Regions from separate parts of the Pan troglodytes genome. Here region 2 is linked to region 1. A link is a contact called in public HiChIP or PLAC-seq data. All regions are on one chromosome and are shown on one strand. The core of a region is the stretch at or near the end of the contact, and the rest is flanking DNA. Distances in the headings are between cores, read along the strand shown. Region 1 holds the start of TMED10 (transmembrane p24 trafficking protein 10). Region 2 holds the start of FOS (Fos proto-oncogene, AP-1 transcription factor subunit).

Region 1 (3,878 bases), core at 108-2,607:
TTCTACACTTGATGTTAGCCAAAAGGCCAAGGAGCAAATCCATTTTCTTTCTTTCCTTCTTTCTTTTCTGAGACAAGTCTCACTTCGTCGCCCAGGCTGGAGTGCAGTGGCGCCATCTCAGCTCACTGCAACCTCCATCTCCCGGGTTCAAGCAATTCTCTGCCTCAGCCTCCTGAGTGGCTGGGATTACAGGCGCCTGCCACCAAGCCCAGCTAATTTTTTTGTATTTTTAGTAGAGACGGGGTTTCACCATCTTGGCCAGGCTGGTCTTGAACTCCTGACCTCGTGATCCACCCGCCTCAGCCTCCCAAAGTGCTGGGATTACAGGTGTGAGCCACCGCGCCTGGCCGTTTATTTTCATATATTCTTCAGCTCTGAATATTTGCTAGTATCCCAGTAATAGTCTGTTAAATCATTAAACGTGTTGACATACATGCATAGCATAATGTCTGGCACACAGTAGGTACTCCATTGAATGAATGCATGAATTATTACCGTGTCAATTTGCTTGTCTATTTGCAAATGTTAATAGTTAATTTGATCCCTAAAGTGTTTGTGAACTTAAAACACACACATACGCACTTTCCCTGACAACGCTTATCTGCTAACCCCTTAATTATGTTCATCTGAGACTGGACCAAAACATGTTGTTTTATTCAATTTAAATACCAAATTCAAATTTATTTTGAATATAGCTTAGAACACATTCAATGTTTGCTAAAATAATAATAATAATAATAATACCATGTACATTCAGTTAGCCAGACAATTACTCCAGCCCAAATACCCTGCTACGGGACATGAACTGGATGTCTGCCCGGCACACGTTCATCAGGTGACCCCTAAAACTTCTTCTCTAAGGTCCACATTCTCTAATAGCCAAGTTGAAATCTTTCCTCGAAATTTTCCTCTCTAGTGTCTCAGTGCCCCCAGGTATCATCAAGGTGTCAAAGGCGCTTGGGAGTGCCTGCAAACCGCCCCACCCCCGGAGACACAGCCTCATTCCCCGCCTGCGCGCCTAGGCGGCCGGTGGGCGGGCCCAGCGAAGGGCCTTGTGGCTGTTTCCTATTGGGGCTTGGTTGCTATGGTGTCACTCGCCTTTAAACTCGTGGGTACCTCTTTCGGAAATTAAAGGAGAATTACTTCCGGGGCTGCCCATACTTGCCATGGCCGACTCAGTAGTCACTAACTTCAACAAAAATAAAACTGTTGCAATAGTATTCTATTAAAGCTTCTTTAACTGCTTAAACTTGCGGTTTTGACATGGCACCTATCCTTTCCTCCCTTTTCAAAAGATTCGCTATAGATTCTTTCTCTACATGCCAGTCTCCAAAATGGCGCGGGCGGCATCAGTAGGTCAGAGGTGAGTCACGTGGGTCCCCCCGGTTCCGGCGCGGTTGAGGCCTTGGGTGGTGAACGAGTCTCCAGCACCATGTCTGGTTTGTCTGGCCCACCAGCCCGGCGCGGCCCTTTTCCGTTAGCGTTGCTGCTTTTGTTCCTGCTCGGCCCCAGCTTGGTCCTCGCCATCTCCTTCCATCTGCCCATTAACTCTCGCAAGTGCCTCCGTGAGGAGATCCACAAGGACCTGCTAGTGACTGGCGCGTACGAGATCTCCGACCAGTCTGGGGGCGCTGGCGGCCTGCGCAGCCACCTCAAGGTGCGGCATTGGGCGACGTGGGGCCGGGAGGGAAGACGGCAGGCTTAGGCGAGGGGAGGCTCGGGTTCGGGGGAGTCGGGCCGGCGGAGGCCTGGGAGTTGTTCTGGCCTCTCGGGAGCGCAAAGGACGTGCGGTGGAGCCCGCCCCCTCACCCCGCTGGTTGCCTGTCGCGGGGCGGGGCGGGTCACCAACGCCTGGGAACCCCAAGAAGGGCTGCGAGGCTTTGGCGGATGTGGTGACACCTGAGCTGGGGCGGTTGTCAACGTCCTATACCAGTTTTGGTCTCAGATACATTGAACCGTAATTTGGTTCTCCAAATAAGTGTTGGGGTGTTGAATATTTATACGGATTGGCATCATAAGATACCGCGATACCTGCAGGAAAGTAAAGGAGACAAAGCTAACCGCGATTAATAAAATGTTATTTATTGAGCATCTGGTATGTCAGTTACTGTGCTACTTTGCATATATTACCATTTGGTTCATGCACTACCCTATGAAGTAGGTAGCTACTGTTAGCCCCATTTTACAAATGAGGAAACTGAGACTCAGAGGTAGGATAAACTAGTAAGTGTCACAGATGGAATAGATTCTTTTTTTTTTCATAATTATTATTATACTTTAAGTTCTAGGGTACATGCGCACAACTTTCAGGTTTGTTACATATGTATACATGTGCCGTGTTGGTGTGCTGCACCCATTAACTCGTCATTTACATTAGGTATGTCTCCTAATGCTATCCCTCCCACCTCCCCCCACCCCACGACAGGCCCCGGTGTGTGATGTTCCCCACCCTGTGTCCAAGTGTTCTCATTGTTCAATTCCCACCTATGAGTGAGAACAAGCGGTGTTTGGTTTTCTGTCCTTGCGATGGAATAGATTCTTACTTAGTTTGGTAGTTAAGTATGTTGAGGGAAAAGCGCTGCAACCTTATTCCTTCCTTGTTTTAAATTTGTAATTTCTGTAATTGATTAAAGTCGATTATTGGTTACAAAATGGTCTCAGTCTCTAGTCCTTTTTCTTTGGTATGCCAGAATCTGGACTTGGCTCTTTTATGTAAATACCAACTATGCTCTTGGATGGTGACAACTACTGCCATAATACCAGTTTGGTCCTGTTTTGTAGCTAAGAGTAGCCTGGCCTGGTCTTTGAGACATTAATATAGTTTGATATCTGTCAGTATTTGGTTGCATTTTAGGTAATTTTATTCATTCACAATAAGCAAAGTGTCTTTTTTTTTCTTTGTAACACAATGGGGCTTTTGTTATACTAAATAGAAACATTTTTACTTTTTTTTTTTTTTTTTTTTTTTGAGACGGAGTCTCGCTCTGTCGTCCAGGCTGGAGTGCTGTGGCGCGATCTCGGCTCACTGCAGCCTTTGCCTCCCGGTTTCAAGCAATTCTCCTGCCTCAGCCTTCCGAGTAGCTAGGACTACAGGCGCCAGCCACCACACCCAGCTAATTTTTGTATTTTAGTAGAGATGAGGGTTCACCATGTTGGCCAGGATGGTCTTGATCTCTTGACCTCGTGATCTGCCTGCCTCGGCCTCCCAAAGTGCTGGGATTACAGCCGTAAGCCGCCGCGCCTGGCCTCGTTTTTACTTTTTAAAAGGGTTTCAGATATAATAAGACCATAACTTATGTTAAAGTAGTGGAACCCAGTAGTGTGGTAATACATGTAATTTATTTCTACTTTATTTGGGAGAGACAAACTATTTTCAGGGCAATTAATCTGTGACCCATCATTTTATTATTCTCTTTGGGTATCAAACTCTCTACCCAGGAAAATAGTGATGGCATGATTTTAGAAGCTTAGATATAGTGTTTCCGGGGTGGGAGATCATGCTTCCAACTCTTCAGAGGATGTTCATGGACTCAGGGAATTTCAGCAATGAAAGAGACCTTGCTCTCATCTCGTGTTGCTGTCTGATTTGTTCTTATATTTTAAAGCCCTTCAGTGGCTCACTATTGCTTATTGATAGTTTAAATTTCTCAACATGCTTTGTTGTGCTCTTCATGATCTGTTTCTGAGCTACACGTGTGGTCACTTCCCACTTTGCATTCTACATGGAGCCACCCTGAACAGTACCCTGAACTCACTTATTTTCTGAACTGTTTTTGTTTATGCCTTGACCTACTTACTAGACTGTTAGTATCCTCAGGGTAGGAACTATTTTCAGGTTCATCTTTTCTAGAATGCCAAGCATGTTACCTTGCTTCTAG
Region 2 (4,076 bases), core at 187-2,686, 100 kb before region 1:
CAGACTAGGTGTGACTTGCATTTAAAATAAGATCCTCAGCAAGAGAACAAAGAAGAGCCCAGTCTAAAAGCATGCGGTAAGAAACTTGGGGAAGAAACTATGAGAGTACTTCTTAGGGTGAGACTCAGAGTCTGAGTTGGGATGGAATGGGCTTGGAGCCAGGGCTCCCAGTTACGGATGTGCAGCCAGCCCCATCAGTGGCTTCATCCTCTGTACTGGGCTCCTGCATCTCCGGGGCTGCTTCCCACCCAGCCCCCACATTCCCAGGAAGAGTACGCTAGAGTTCCTCACCTGTTCCACCTTGCCCCTCCTGCCAATGCTCTGCGCTCGGCCTCCTGTCATGGTCTTCACAACGCCAGCCCTGGAGTAAGCCCCAGCGGAGGGGGTGGGGACTCCGAAAGGGTGAGGGGCTCTGGTCTGCGATGGGGCCACGGAGGAGACGAGGGCGGGCTGCACCAGCCACTGCAGGTCCGGACTGGTCGAGATGGCAGTGACCGTGGGAATGAAGTTGGCACTGGAGACGGCCAGGTCCGTGCAGAAGTCCTAGAACAAAACAGAAGGGGAAAGCCGACGTGAGCGAGCAGGTTCCGGACACAGGTGGGGCGAGTTCCCAGTGCCGCATGCAGCAGTGAAGAGAAACGATCCTGCCACGGACGTTTCATCTTAAATGTCCCTCATCCTGGATGAAAGGTCTCCCTCTTTTCCTCCCAGGCATTCCGCAGCGCAGTGCCTGTCTCTTCCATCCTGCCGCTGCGTTCCCGTTATCCCTTCAGCATCACTTGCTTGAAAGGGGGTTTGTTATAAATATCCCTGACGTCTGCGCTGACGCAGGCGCCGCTCCGGAGTCTCCAGAATGAACTCGCTTTTTATCAATGAAACTGCCTTACACACCCGCCCGCTGCACCCTCCTCCCTCATCCCTCCTCCGTGCTCCAGGCTGCCGGGGGAGGGGGGATTGCCGCTTTCTGCCACCTCCCCGGAGAAGCCAGGCTCTAGTTAGCGACTTTGTGCTTGGGACACGTCTGCTCCAGCTAATGTCAGAGATCCGTCCTGGAGTGCAGACCAGAGGTTGCTCAGAATGAACCTGCCTCCCGAAGGGGGAACCAATTCTTACTATGGCAAGCGTGCGTGCGCTCAGAGCAAGTCCCGAGCCCCCGAGCCGGCACCCTCCGGCCACGGCAGCCTCCCTCCAGGCACAAGGGAGCCCCCTACTCATCTACTGGAGCGTCCCGCCCGGTGTCTCCTCCTCCGCGACCCCAAGCCCCCGGCCCCGCGGCGGCGGGAAGCCAGCCTTACCTGCGCGTTGACAGGCGAACCCATGCTGGAGAAGGAGTCTGCGGGTGAGTGGTAGTAAGAGAGGCTATCCCCGGCCGGGGACGCGCTGCTGCAGCGGGAGGATGACGCCTCGTAGTCTGCGTTGAAGCCCGAGAACATCATCGTGGAGGTTAGGCAAAGCCGGGCGAGGGGCCGAGGGGCGGAGACAGGTGGGCGCTGTGGAGCAGAGCTGGGTAGGAGCGCGGTCACTGCTCGTTCGCTGCGCCGCGGCCGCCGGCTCAGTCTTGGCTTCTCAGATGCTCGCTGCAGATGCGGTTGGAGTACGAGGCGCCGCAGCCACTGCTTTTATAACAAGCGTTTTATGAATGAGTGTAAACGTCACGGGCTCAACCACGGTGGCGCCAGAGGGGTGACGCGCGGGCCTGGGCGCTTCTGCGGCCGCCTGGCTGCGTCCCCAGCGCTCGCAGCTCCCTGCTCCCGCCTTGGCGCGTGTCCTAATCTCGTGAGCATTTCGCAGTTCCTGTCTCAGAGGTCTCGTGGGCCCCCCAAGATGAGGGGTTTCGGGGATGGCTCCCCCCAGGGCTACAGGGAAAGGCCGTGGAAACCTGCTGACGCAGATGTCCTAATATGGACATCCTGTGTAAGGGGGGAGGGATTGACGGGAACTGCTCGCGGGCTGCAGCCAACACCGAGGGTGCAGTGCGGGGGGAGGCGGGGGCCGCGGCCGGGGGAGGGGAGGCGGGAACGGCGCAGAATGAGAGAGAACATTCGCACCTGGTTCAATGCGGACCCTTGTTCCCGAGGTCGGGGGGGATGGGGCAGAGAGCGCCTTTTTACCCTTGTACAGAAACTGAAGACAGTTCTGAGGCTCAGAGATAGGAGAAACGGCCTCGAGTACAGGACCCCGAGGACTTAAGCCTCGGCTCCCGAAGGAATGCGCCCCTACCCCCATCCCCAATTCTAGCCCTAATTCAGTGCAAAGCGTGGAAGCAGACCTTCATCCCCTAGCCTCCAGCCCTCGGGCTCGAGCAATACTAGCACTGTTCCTGCGTTTGGAAGCAGAAAGTGGAGGATCCAAAATAAGAGAATACGATAACCTACTTTACGATACTGGGTACTTTATTTATTTATTTATTTATTTAAAGAAGACAGCGCGTTTATTTATTTATTTTTCTCGGCCATGTGTGGGAATATTAAGGAAACTGTCAAATCCCTGAGACACCAGCAGATAAACACTGTGCAAAACCTACGTGCGAAGACATTTGAAGGGGGTGTCTGCCCGGTTCTGAGCTGGGCCCCAGGGGTAGGGAGTGCGAGGTGTGGTTATGTGGGCAGGGTGGTCAGTTCGGGATGACAAGGCGGGGTGTGCTTCCTGCGGGGAACTCAAATCTGCGCTGGGGGCTGGTTCGGTCCCGCCAGGAAGCTGTGCTTACGGGAGCCCGCAGCGGGTGATTTTCCAGCGCGGACTTGGAGGGGGGAGGACGGGGGCTGGAAGGACAGTGTCCAGCTGCGCCTAGGCGGAATACCTCGACTGCTGGGACCCCAGGCGCGGCTCCACGTCCTGGAACACGGGGCTTTGGGGAGGCAAGGTGCTCCAGAGTGTGCCACGCCTCCCAATCTCCTGCCCTGCTGCGTAGGACAGCCGGGGTCACGCTGCCGGGGCTCAGCCCCAGCGCGCTGGCCACCTCCAGGGCGCGAAGACGCATGTCCCCGCACAGCCCCGGTCTTCCCTTCTCCACTCTTCGGGCCCGGGGGTCGGGGCCCGCGGTGGGCACCTGGAGAGGGGCGAGGCAGGATGAGGCCGGCGGGCGGATAGTTCGGGGCGCGCGGGGAGCCGGACCGCAGACCTGCCTCCAGCCGCCGCGCCCGGGAGCCAGGAGATCCTGCTATAGATAGTAACAGGGAAGCGGCTGTTTACAGCAACACAGCGCCGCCAGGGCCGTCTCCAGGCAACGCCGCGCGGCCGGGCGCGCCGTCGGCCTGGCGAGGCCACCCTCCCTCCCAGCTCCCCTGGGCCGCGGCCTCCCCGGCCCGGCCGCGGCCGCTCCTGTCGCCTGACATCATCCGCCGGGTCCGGGGGCTGAGCGGCCCGCGCGAGGCTGTGCGCTAACCTCCATTCTTAGAGATCCAACCCGGCAGGAGCGGGGAGGGCAGGAGGCGGGGATTCGTGGAACTGGGCCACTTGCTATTTTTGCATTCCCTGTCACAGGCAGAGGTGAAAACAGAATTTCATCATTGTATGTCATTGGTTTATGTTGGTGGGAATTTAGGCGCTTTTTTTTCTCACTCATAAAAAGGGAGGGAAACGGAAAAACACACATAATACGTAAACACAGATTCCTTGGAGCTGCTCTGAATCCTAAAGCAATTCTGCGGCCTTCGGTACTTCTAATTCTATCCTTGATTACAGAAAGAAAGAGGGGGACGGGAGGGAAAGGGGTTATGAAGCCAAATACATCTCTCTTATTATTAATATTAGCTTCAGACAAAATAGGTCAAGCTTTGAATTCCTGAGTCTGGCCATGACTGCCATTCACAACTAGATCTCAGGCCACTTAACAGGAAACCTGACTGGGTGCGGTGGCTCACTCCTGTAATTCCTGCACTTTGGGAGCCCGAGGCGGGTGGATCACTTGAGGCCAGGAGTTCGAGACCAGCTTGGCCATCATGGTGGAACTCTGTCTCTGCTAAAAATACAAAACAGCCGGGTGTGGTGGCGCACGCCTGTAGTCCCAGCTACTCAGGAGGCTGAGGCAGGAGAATTGCTTGAACCCGGGAGGCAGAGGTTCCTGTGAGCCCAGA

What was found. HiChIP or PLAC-seq counts read pairs in DNA pulled down with a chosen protein or histone mark.
Region 2: an H3K4me3 HiChIP or PLAC-seq map of stem cell-derived excitatory neurons shows a contact between it and region 1, with 4 times the contacts expected there. The contact joins the promoter of FOS here to the promoter of TMED10 in region 1. A contact is called at or near these places in 1 of 7 Hi-C or Micro-C datasets (stem cell-derived neural progenitor cells) and 1 of 1 datasets of contacts at active chromatin or transcription factors (stem cell-derived excitatory neurons).

The regions. Positions count from the first base shown.
Region 1 is chr15:73,124,599-73,128,476 of NHGRI_mPanTro3-v2.0_pri, reverse strand. It overlaps TMED10 (transmembrane p24 trafficking protein 10), which reads left to right and starts at 1,357. Exons shown (of 5, transcript XM_510074.9): 1 at 1,357-1,657. The coding sequence starts at 1,433.
Region 2 is chr15:73,228,986-73,233,061 of NHGRI_mPanTro3-v2.0_pri, reverse strand. It overlaps FOS (Fos proto-oncogene, AP-1 transcription factor subunit), which reads right to left and starts at 1,436. Exons shown (of 4, transcript NM_001098421.1): 1 at 1,296-1,436; 2 at 292-543. The coding sequence starts at 1,436.